Linked DNA regions of Mus musculus: regions 1 and 2 are each linked to region 3. Evidence: chromatin contacts called from public HiChIP or PLAC-seq data. All regions are on one chromosome and are shown on one strand. The core of a region is the stretch at or near the end of the contact, and the rest is flanking DNA. Distances in the headings are between cores, read along the strand shown.

Region 1 (3,444 bases), core at 920-3,419, 300 kb before region 3:
TTAGTTTCTATAATTGTAACAGACAATACAGGTTTTGCAGTCTTGTTCAACATGCATTTTTTTTCAGAGCTATAAGCTTGTTACACCAAATGTAAATAGATTGGGCACAAAAAAAAAATTCATTACCTGTTCAGCATGGGAAACATTATAACCAACTCTTGGATACAAACCAGAAACTTGGACTAGGTTATTTAGAAATAGCAAATTACAAGTTGCTTTCCCAGGCTTGTATTTAAGGGTACCATGACAACTTCTGTTGACTGCTACCTAGGCTACAGATTTCACTAAGGATTTTGGGGCATTTGTTTTAAGCATGATTAATGTTTAATTAGTCTCTTCCAGTGTTTTACTCAGATTTGAAGTACATCTTATCAGATAAGAATAAACTTTCTAAAATTTATTTTAGGTTTTGAAACTAACATGAACCTGAGTAGCCGGGATGAACCCAGTTCATCAGAAATGGCTTCAGAGACTCAAGACAGAAACGCCAACAACCATGGGACTCAACTCTCCAGTTCCCTGTCTAGCGATGTGACGGCTGAAAATGGAAATCCTGTCACCAATGGTGAGCCTCTCTAAATGCAAGAGCCAGCAGGCCAAAGTTTTAAGCCACATGTACTTTGGAGGAAGAGTATATTTAACAGTTAAAAATGAAGTAGGCTTGGGCCGGAGAGATGGCTCAGTCGTTAAGAGCACTGACTGCTCTTTCAGAGGTCCTGAATTAAATTCCCAGCAACTACATGGTGGCTTACAACCATCTCTAATGGGATCAGATGCCTTCTTCTGGTATGTCTGAGGACAGCTACAGGGTGCTCATATACAGAAAATAAGTAAATAACTCTCTAAAATGTAAAAAAAAAAGTAAGTTTAATAGCTGGAGATAGAATGTAAGCTGCAAAGCTCTGCCTTGGGCATCACTGTCAGCATCCTACCGCTCAGGCAGAAGAGAGTAACTCACTCTCAGTATGATGACCTTTCGGAGGTTTGGTGGGATGCCGCTCTGCAGGAAGCAGCAGAAGGTGCTTCTTGTGCTGGGGAGAACATGAATGTCCAACCAACGTTGTAGAATTAAATGTTTTCACACAGCTAAGAATGTGAGAGGACGTCATACTGAGGGCCTTCAGAGGGCAGACTGGCTTTAGGTTATCAGGTGACTATCACTTAGAAACCAGCTGGGCTGCTACATCCGGGTCTATGCAAACAGATGTTTTCCCTGATATGGATTTAGTAGTGACTGATGGGAAAATCCAGCTCTTCTTTCCTGAGGGTGCCCAGAAGAGCCCTATGAGGCATCTCTGCTTACTCTGAAAAAGGTGGCCAGAGAGCTAATAGTCAAAGGCTGAGTTAGGGACCAGAGGCCACAATTCTCTTTATTGTTTCCTTTGCTTCCATGAAAGCCTGACTAAGGAGAGAAGACTTTATGGCAGCTTACGGTTGGAGAAGATACAGCCCACCATGCCATGGAAGCCATTGGTAGTGGGAGGTGAGGTGGCTGGTTCCATTGTTACAGCAGCCAGGATGAGAGGGAGAGATGTCTGCTGGTCCTTGGCTGGCTTAATAATTTTTCCTTCTTATTTAGCTCCAGAACAGAGTGTCACCCACATTCAGGGTATGTCATCCTTCCTCTCTTAAGCCTTAATAGAATCACCATCCTAAGTGATGCTACATCCATTCACGCTGATGTCAAAAGCAACCATGACAGCCACACTAGCCCAGCAAGGCAGCCTAAATCTTAGGCTCTCCTCCTGGGGACCTTGGGAACACTGGAAAAGCCTAATTCTCTGATAGCAGACTAAGTCCAGGATTCACTAAGGCCACTGAGGGGGGTGGAACTGAGATGTAGCCATCACAGAATCAGTTGTACTAGAACCAGGACCATGGGTTAGCTAAGGCTCCTCTGAATCTCCAAGTTGGGCTGAGGCCATAACATCCTTAGGCTCCTGGGGAAAACCTATGTAAATCTGTTCCAAAGGACAATAAAAGACTAGGCCGGTTAATATGATCACAAACCAAAAGACACAGCACACAATGAAGACTTATAAGACCTATGAGCACAAAACTCAGATGGAAAAATCAGAGACAGAACTGAATTGGCAGTCACAGTTTACTCATAAGAGCTTAAAAGGTCAGCGCAGAGAGACACGTGCCTTAGAGGAAGTGAATAAAAGCAGAAATTCCATCTGAATGGGAACTTGACTGCCCAACAGAAAATGGAACACACATCACAGCAAAGCCCATACAGGGTGATGTTGAATTTGACCAGAGAGTTGTTTAGGTGGGCAATAGGCAGGTAGTCTCTACAGAAAACCACATGGGATTGGAGGAAATGATGGGGGCATGCACCCAGCTCAGTGGGAAAGGTGGTGGGGTTCTGGAGAAAGAGGTGGTGATTAACCATAGAAACGTGTGCTAGTTTCCCAGCCCTTGTGAAAGCATCCAGGCATCGGCCCAACTTGGTTTGTTATAGAGCCCAGCAAACTCTTCCTGTATAACCCAGACATGAGCAGTGTCAATACAAGCACTGAGAACAGATGCTCTGTACACTTAATTCATAATCCATAAAGCTTAAAATAAATTTAGCACTCTCCAAACTAGTGAGCAGATGTCTCATTATCTATTGTCATGTGAGGAGTTACTCTCCCTTCTCCCAATTTTGAGAGTTAATACAACAAACGGGGATTATTTTGGATCTGCTAAGGGTCTTCTAAAACATCCCAGTAAGGAGATCCCAGGAGAGAGAAGGCTGAGTCCCTCACCAGAAGCAGAGCTGTCTTGGGGAGGACTTGGGCTTCCAGGGAGCGCCCCATGTGCTTGACTTTGAGTAGTCACAGTCCTGCAGATCAAACAACAAATACATTAGAGAAGGAGGAAGCAAGGTAACTCTTTAACCAAATATTTCATCTGTTTTGTTTTTAAAAAATCATCAAAACATAAAAGTTACAACTTAGGAAATGGTCGTAGGTAGATTCAATCAAGGTGACTCAAATCTCTCAAGGCAGATTGACTGGTGGAAGCTGATGAATTTTTACAAGCACCATGACTTCCTGGCCCATGGTATTTTCTCATATCAATGCAGTTCCAGGACCTGTGTGTTAGAGTCTCAATAAGCATGTGCCCATTGAAGAAACACTACTACTTGCAAATGAACCACTAATTGCTAGGTAGAGAGCCAGAAAAATCCAGTCCTCAGTGTTACAGAGCCATTTCCACACATGTAGCCTGTGGCTTGCTTATTACCACAGAACCTCGAGAGAAGAACAAGATTTTATTCGATTTTATTTTGTTTTATCTTGTAAGTGGGGTTGGGGGATGGGGATACCACATGTGTGAAAGTACCCAGGGAGGCCAGAAGATGACATCAGATATTCTGGAACACCACACCCTTTAGCATAGTGTCATACTGCCCGGGTTCAAACTCCAAACCCGATGCAATAATATCCAAAC
Region 2 (3,726 bases), core at 746-3,245, 270 kb before region 3:
GCTCAGCTGGTCATCCCCATTCAACACACAGACCCTCTGCAAGCCTTCTACCATGGCAACCTCACCAACACAGATGGTTAAAAGCAGAGTGATAGGAAAACAGATCTCTCTTGCCTAGCTGCTCTGTCTACACTGTGGGTATCACAGAAAGGCGTCCATGGAATCTCCTCAAATCAGGCCACGAGCTGTGTATAGAGCAGAGGACCGATCCATGGGCTCCAAAGGTTTAATGGTGTCTCTGTCTATGCCTTGGTATAACAGTTGCCTCCTGTCTGTCAATGCTAATGACAGTTCTGTGCAACCTTCCAAAGAGGAAGATGAAGTAGGGTGACCTCTGTCTTATAGATGGGTGAATTCCACCTGGTGTGAAGCCAGCAGACCCTGAGCTGAGATGTGGCAGGGCCCGTGGCCTCCTGTGACTTCTTCTTTCCCTAAAATGAAATAAATGTTTCCCTTTCAGAAGCAAAATGATCATTTTGTTACCAGAATAAGTTTTACCTCTTAATGATAACATTTGGTTTACTTGGAAATAGCAAACGACAATCAAATAATTGATGTGTTATTGTTACCAATACATCATAAGATCACAAAAGAGGACAGACACTGGTGCAGGTGTTTCTATGACACCATGTGGTATTTGAAATGCTTCTTGTTTACACTGTACTGGACCACACCAGAGTAACATAATGGTACTGGCTTGTTATTCAGAGATACCAAAGCCCCTTTTATCACCTCTGAGACCATCTTACTTGAGTTTTGCAATCTAATAAATTTAATAGATCTAAATGAAGCAAATTAAATGTTATTAGCCCCATAGTGTTTTCCTTTTGGGACAAGCCTCTGAAAATCGTGATCTTAAAACCTCTCTGCGTCAGATATAGAATGTCTAACTTCCATTTAGACATACCTGTGCACGTGCTTATTTTTTTAATGAAGAACAATAATGCTGGTATTCTGGCGTCCCTTTTGTGCAAGTCCGGCACTTCTCCTTTTACGCCTAATAAATTTCCCTTAATCAGGGCTAATCTCTAAAATAGAATCTGAGGAATGTGCTGTGGTATTCTCCAAAGAAAGGGTTTATTCTGAGCTCAGGCTGATTATCGAAACCATCAGTCAGAGTTTCACTTATTGGGGAACCACGGAAAGCTCTTTGCTGGTTGATTCCATTCCTCTGGACGCCCTTCAGTATTGCAAGCCTTCGACACCCTCATTAAGAGGGCTTGCTAATGGTTTGTGTGCATAAGCTTCACATTTTATAATGTACTTGGGAATTTGACTATTTCTAGTAAATACAGCAAAGCTCTCAAAAGAGAGAAAAGGTTTTTTTTGTTTTTTTTTTTTTGTTGTTGTTGTTATTGTTTTTTTTTGTTTGTTTTTTTGTTTGTTTGTTTTTTGATCGGGGAGTAGTGGTTTTTTTAGTTTTGGTTTTCCAGAAAGAAAAGCAAGGTGGGGAGATCAGTCAGCAAAGCATTTACTATGAAAACAACATGAGCTGAGTTCAAGTGCCAGAACCTACCCAAAACAAAACAAAAACCCACCAACAAACAAAAAAATCTTGTACAGACAGCACCTGCTTGTAAACCCTGGTTCTGGAAAGATAGACACACTTGTATCCATGCAGCTGCCTAGCCTTCTTGGGGAAGTCCAGATCAGTGAGATACTCTGCCTTGAAAAACAAACAAGATGGTATCTGAGAAACAATGCCCAAGGTTCACACACACGCACACAGGCACACACACACAGAGGAATGCACAGGAGAAGACACCATGACTCGAGAGATTTGAGATGTTTTCTGTCAAATTCCCTGCCAAGTCTCACTGAGATCAGCAGCTTCCTAGAGACAGGCACCTCTGTGCTCAGGTCAGTGTGATGCTGACTTCAAAGCTGTGCCTTTTGGAGTTTAAATGGAGGGCCACATCTGGCATCTTTTTAGTTGTCCTAGACAATGCTGCAGAGTCCATGCTGCAGTGGAAATGTAGAGGGGTGTTTGTGTCTGTTGCAGAGAGAAGGAGGGCACAGCCAGTGGGGAGCCCAGTGCCATCTGCAGAGTGGAGGCTGGAGTTCCTTTGTCTGGGTTTCGAATTTACTCTTTGTTAGGAACAGGTCTCTGTTACAGGCTTGTCTCACCTGGCTTTCTTCAGTTAAACTGAGTGTTTGCTATGCACTTTCTCTTGTTTTAATTCCTAGCTTAAACATTGTTTCTGTTCCTTTAGTGGTTTGGCTAGCGGGTGGGACACGCATGCTTGACTCATTACATTCTAGCATATTTTATTACTTCTATCACTTTCCTGATATTTCTAGAGCTCAGGCTTTAACCTTTCCTTAATCCCTCCAGCTTGTGCAGTTACAGTTGGCAGCCTTGTGTGTTTTGTGTGAGACTTACCGTCTAGGGGACGTTCCAAGCATCTAATTGATGTTTACCTGCAGGCTTGCTAATTACAGAGTTCCTAAACCTTAAATTTTACTTTTTTTTCCCCATCTGAGATCACTCTCTCCCTATATAAAGGGAAACCTTCCTTTTGAGTCTCTGTCTATGCACGATATCTGAGGACACTTTTTGTTTGTGCACCGTCTTTACTTCACTCTGTGTTTTGAAGGCTAGCTCTGTCAGACAGAGAGCTGGATTGGCTCTCAGTAATTCCATTCATGTTTCTTTGCTCTCCCAGCCTCCAGTATTCCTATTAAGAAGTAAGTGTCTGCTCCTATCATAGGCCCTTTGGATATCAGCACATCCTTTTTTTTTTTTTCAATATTTTTTAATTAGGTATTTTCTTCATTTACATTTCAAATGCTATCCCAAAAGTCCCCCCATTAAACCCACACACACACTCCCCTACCCACCCACTCCCACTTCTTGGCCCTGGTGTTCCCCTGTACTGAGGCATATAAAGTTTGCAAGACCAAGGGGCCTCTCTTCCCAATGACATTCTTCCTTTAGTTTTGTATTCATTCTTTGAAAATTTCATACATGGATACACTGTATCTTGATCATATCCAACCCTCATTCTTGTCTTCTAGGTCCTCTGAGGATCCAGAATCTCTATCATACCTCCCTCTAACTGCATGTCCTTCTAAATGTTTGATTTGGTTTGGTTGTTTGGATGTTTGGTTGGTTGGTTAGTTGGTTGGTTGGTTTGAGCCATTTAGTCCAGTTAGTGCTGCTGAGATGCAGGGAGGAGCTGGGATCATACACTTGGGCTAGTGCAGAAACTACCAGTGTCCACACTCTTGAAGAAAAGCACCTCTGCCTACCCCATGCTGTATCCTGAATGTGGGAAAATTCAGAACACAGGAGACTGGCCTCAGTGGGATCTCACATTAGCAGAGGAGAGCAGAGGGATTTTAAAATGTACCCATGAAGAGTCACATGGATGTCACACACTTACCAGACCCTGACTGTAGCTTAAATAAGTGCCTGGACAGAAGAAGTTGGGTGATAAGCTGAACAAAGCCATAGCTAAGAACACAGACTCTGAAGCCACCTTCTCTGTGTGCTGTTGGGCAAACAAACTTTTCTGTGCCTCGGCTGCCTCATCCACAAAATAATAGCACCGACTTTGTAGAACTCATAGGAGAAGCCTGGTTCACAGAAAGTTGCCTGCACTTGCTAGCCCTCCACAGCATCTACTAGCTGGAAAATTCTATGTACTCCCCAGAGCCCTGTTTTCTTGGTTCATTTCATAGTGGATAGAAGCAGTCTGAAGAATTTTCTCATGTGCAGATCAT
Region 3 (3,734 bases), core at 338-2,837:
GTGTATGAACATGTGTATGCACATGCGTGTGTGTATGCATGCACATGTATGTGCATGTGTGTGAGCATGTGAGTGCACATGCATGTGTGTTTGCATGCACACATGTGTGTGCATGTGTGTGGGTGTGTGAGCATGTGTGTGCACGTGTATGTGTGTGTGCATGTGGAGGGGTGGGGTTTGTATTTTTTTCTTACATAATTTTAGGAGCCTTGAACAATTAATTGGTCCACTCCAGGTAGTGAGAACACACAACAGCTTGTCACCAATTCTTCCTTCCTTTCTTTAAGCTATGAAGGCTGAGGTGAAAGGGTACCTCGTAGACGGGGCCAATGGCAGAAGGCAGACTAGGGTTTCATTGCTTTCCTCCTCGCCCCACACTGAGACAGAGCAGCTTTTGCTCACCTCTGCCCCCAAACTCCCAGGAGAGTTATAAGTCCTGGGTAATGTGGCTGTCCAAGTATGAGAGATGTCAGTCATACAGCTCCAGAAAAGGGATCATGAGGTGGCCTAGATCTCCTGTGTGGCCTATCACCTTGTCTTAAATCTCTCTCTTGTTTTGTTTTGTTTTGTTTTGTTTTGTTTTGTTTTCGAGACAGGGTTTCTCGGTGTAGCCACCACCACGGCTTAAATCTCTTACTGAGCCGAAGAAGTGTGTGTTCCTCCGAGTGGTGCAGAGTCAACTGTTTCTTCTGCCTGATGTATTCTCAGGACGGGGACTTGTGGGCTTCAAGGAAACCCATCCAAGCAGGGTGCTGTGGACCACAGCAGGAGGTCAGACAGGCTAAGCTGCCTGTGCCCCCTCCCCCAAGAGGCTGTGGGTTCCAAAGTCTGGGTTCCCAGAGGCGTGATGACAAAAGGCAGCTGTGGTCCTTTGGGTTTCTGAAAGTGTTCCTTCCTGGTAGAGAAAAACAAGGACATATTGACAGACTAGTTCTTTTCATAGCCTGATAGCAGTCTGTGCTGTTCAGACGCAAAGGAAACACAGGGTACCAGCTCACTGTGCTTCGCATTAGCGTTCCCAGGACTCCGGCTCCTGGGGGAGAGAGTGCTCAGATGGGCCAAGGCTGGGGGTGGGGACCAAAGACACTGCTTCCCTTCATTTATTGTTTAACACCGTCAACCACCCACGTGTTTTGTTTGGTTTGTTTTGATTCTCTCCTATTGTTGACCTGGACTTCCTTTCCCCATGATGTCTTTCATGTCCCCCGCCACGTGTGTGTGTCCTCCGTGCCCCCACCCCCACCCCCGAGTGTAAGCTCCTAGGTTTGTAATCTTGGAAGCATCATTTATTTTTCCAGACACTTTGGGAGGAGGAAGGCTAGGTGGGGTCAGGAGCTTGTTTACTGTATGACCTCCCCTCCCCTCCCCTTGCTCGCCTGTCCTCCCTCAGCTCAACCCTGGCTGGTTTGTTTTCAGTGGGATTTTCACTCGCTAGCTGCAAGGTCAGCGCAATGAATCTGGATTGCGCAATAGGTCCCCACAAACACCGAAAAAGCAACGGTCTGACATGTTTGTTTGTTTGGTCCGGCCGTGATTATGTAACTGCCTCTGTTTTCTCTGTGCACTGGTGTCCCTATCCAAGTCTCCAGAAATAGGACAGCAGCCATTCCAGGTAGCAGGGGAATGGCCCTTCCTCACTTTCTGACGATTTTTTTTTACGCTCTTCTGTCTTTGGGGAAAGCGGCAGGCTAAGGAAAACCGGGAAGCCACGCAGACCTCTGCCTGTGACACAGCACGTGGGCTGGCCTCTGGCAACTGACAGAGGGAACATTGCTGCTGATGCGAAGAAAAGTCATCAGAGATTCTAAAAAATAACGGTAAATATAGTGAGTCTTGTTTGGTTTTAATTATAGCTGATTGGTGGTCTGTTTCTAGAAAAAAATAAATCAGTCTGTTAGCTATTACTAACTTTCCTTATTCACTCCCACAGACTATGGCGGATAAGCAAGGAGGGACAGGAGGTGACCAAGGCCACAGTGGGGAGAGACCTAGCAGAGAGAGCACCCACCTCAATCAGGCCACAGCCGGGACGGAGGTTCTGAGCCACGTCTCCTGAGTTCATTTACTCGGTGGAAGTCAATCTTAATTGTCAATTCGATGAGATTTTTAATCGCCATGGAAACAGACCTCTGAGCATGTCACGGAGACAGTTTCTATATCAGGTTAATCGAGGTGAGAAGATCCATGCTCAGTATGGGTATCAGACGAGAAAGAAAGAAAGAAAGAAAGAAAGAGAGAGAGAGAGAGAGAGGAGGGAGGGAGGGAGGGAGGGAGGGAGGGAGGGAGGGAGGGAGGGAGGGGAGGGGAGGGGAGGGGAGGGGAGGGGAGGGGAGGGGAGGGGAGGGGAGGGGAGGGGAGGGGAGGGGGGGAGGGGAGGGGAGGAGGGGAGGGGAGGGGAGAGGAGAGGAGAGGAGAGGAGAGGAGGAAGAAAGGAAGGAAGGAAGGAAGGAAGGAAGGAAGGAAGGAAGAAAGAGAGAGAGAGAGAGAAAGAGAGAGAGAGAGAAAGAAAGAGAGAGAGAAAGAAAGAAAGAGAGAAAGAAGGAAGACTTCCCTGGTTTCTTACTGTGCATGCAGCTTATAGCTGCCTCACCTCACCGGGCCCAGGAGCTATTCACCAGCGTGGACTGACTCTGAAACTGTCAACCACAGCAAATCTTTGCTTCCTAAAGTTGCTTCGCCAGGCAGTTTGTCCAAGTATCAAGGCAAGAACCTTATAAACCCTACCAGAAAGATTCTCCTGTGAGGTCTGGAAAGTACCATGGTCAGCTGGTGGAACTTCTCAAATAACCAGAAACCCAACTCAAAGAGAACTTCCTTGAGACATGAAACTGGAAGAAATTTGCAGACAAATGAACCATGTGCTGTGATAAAGGGTTAGGTGCACACAAATGTGCTTCCAAGTTCCTTGTGGGAAGTCGAGAGCTTTGAGCGGTCCGAAGACTGCCCACAAAACAGTCTCACTGCACTGGGTGGTGCAGGGGTGGAGGGGGTGGGGCCACAGCTACTCTGGCAGAGATAGAGGAAGCTGCATCTCAAATTCTGGAGGGCTCAAGGCAGCTTGGGCCTGACCCAAGGTAGGTCCTCTAAATTAAATGCCTACTTCCTATGAGGGAAACTGTGGGCTCATGAGATGCCCAATCACAGTTGAGACTATTGAGTGTCTGCCTCTGTGGTGAGAGAGAAAGAAAGATGGCCTCAGCCCGGTAAGCTGTGTGTGGTCTCCACTGTGTATCCAGCTTCACACTCATCCCCTGCCTCTATTCTCAACAGGTACATCTGAGGTACAACAGTCTACCTCATAGTGGCCTCTGACAGTCCAAAGCACGAGCGGTCATTGCCAGGGCAGCTCCATTGTCTGCCAGAGCCCTCTCTGCTCTGCTTATAGCTGTCTCATGCCAGCCGAGTCGCTTCAGCATGCAGGTGCCTGCCTCTGCTCACCCCCTGTCAGTTCCCAGGTATGGCATGAAGGGTAATGCCCCGGTGTCTCTAATGACAGTCATCACCTACCTCACAGTTCTAGGAGCCTCGTGTCTGAGTCTGAGGTATAAGCAAGATCCTACACTTCCACGGCCCTAGGAGAGGATCCTTCATGCCTCTCCCAGCTACTGGTGAAGGTCACAGTTTGATCATCTGACTTAAGGACCCAGTGCCCTGCCATCTACCCGTTTCTTCACATGTAGGCAGCTATGCCCAAACAGTCTCCTTATGTAAGTGCTACTCACTCCCCCAACCTA

What was found. HiChIP or PLAC-seq counts read pairs in DNA pulled down with a chosen protein or histone mark.
Region 1: a contact with region 3 is called in an H3K4me3 HiChIP or PLAC-seq map of bone marrow-derived macrophages, with 5 times the contacts expected there. The contact joins the enhancer-like site here to the promoter of 4833411C07Rik in region 3. A contact is called at or near these places in 1 of 15 datasets of contacts at CTCF or cohesin (the NIH/3T3 cell line), 6 of 484 Hi-C or Micro-C datasets (3T3-L1-derived adipocytes, bone marrow-derived macrophages, embryonic stem cells and 1 more) and 5 of 115 datasets of contacts at active chromatin or transcription factors (bone marrow-derived macrophages, embryonic basal ganglia, embryonic limb bud and 2 more).
Region 2: a contact with region 3 is called in an H3K27ac HiChIP or PLAC-seq map of extraembryonic endoderm stem cells, with 4 times the contacts expected there. The contact joins the enhancer-like site here to the promoter of 4833411C07Rik in region 3. A contact is called at or near these places in 2 of 484 Hi-C or Micro-C datasets (bone marrow-derived macrophages and nephron progenitors) and 4 of 115 datasets of contacts at active chromatin or transcription factors (bone marrow-derived macrophages, embryonic limb bud, embryonic stem cells and 1 more).

Annotation. Positions count from the first base shown.
Region 1 is chr8:10,594,377-10,597,820 of GRCm38.p6, forward strand. Myo16 (myosin XVI) reads left to right here. Exons shown (of 35, transcript NM_001319151.1): 33 at 407-565. Among named protein-coding and RNA genes, the nearest start is that of Gm32330, 77 kb to the right of the region's middle. Within about 2 kb of position 2,170, at least 4 of the 459 cell types and tissues checked have an H3K27ac peak or open chromatin away from gene starts, as enhancers often do. A contact at or near this core is called in bone marrow-derived macrophages and hepatocytes, where this site is marked.
Region 2 is chr8:10,627,821-10,631,546 of GRCm38.p6, forward strand. All of the region lies in intron 34 of Myo16 (myosin XVI), which reads left to right. Among named protein-coding and RNA genes, the nearest start is that of Gm32330, 44 kb to the right of the region's middle. Within about 2 kb of position 1,996, at least 48 of the 459 cell types and tissues checked have an H3K27ac peak or open chromatin away from gene starts, as enhancers often do. A contact at or near this core is called in extraembryonic endoderm stem cells, where this site is marked.
Region 3 is chr8:10,898,335-10,902,068 of GRCm38.p6, forward strand. 4833411C07Rik (RIKEN cDNA 4833411C07 gene) reads left to right here and starts at 1,588. Exons shown (of 3, transcript NR_102285.1): 1 at 1,588-1,817; 2 at 1,931-2,172; 3 at 3,271-3,734. It overlaps Gm2814 (predicted gene 2814), which reads right to left and starts at 2,217. Exons shown (of 2, transcript NR_166616.1): 1 at 2,009-2,217; 2 at 1-895.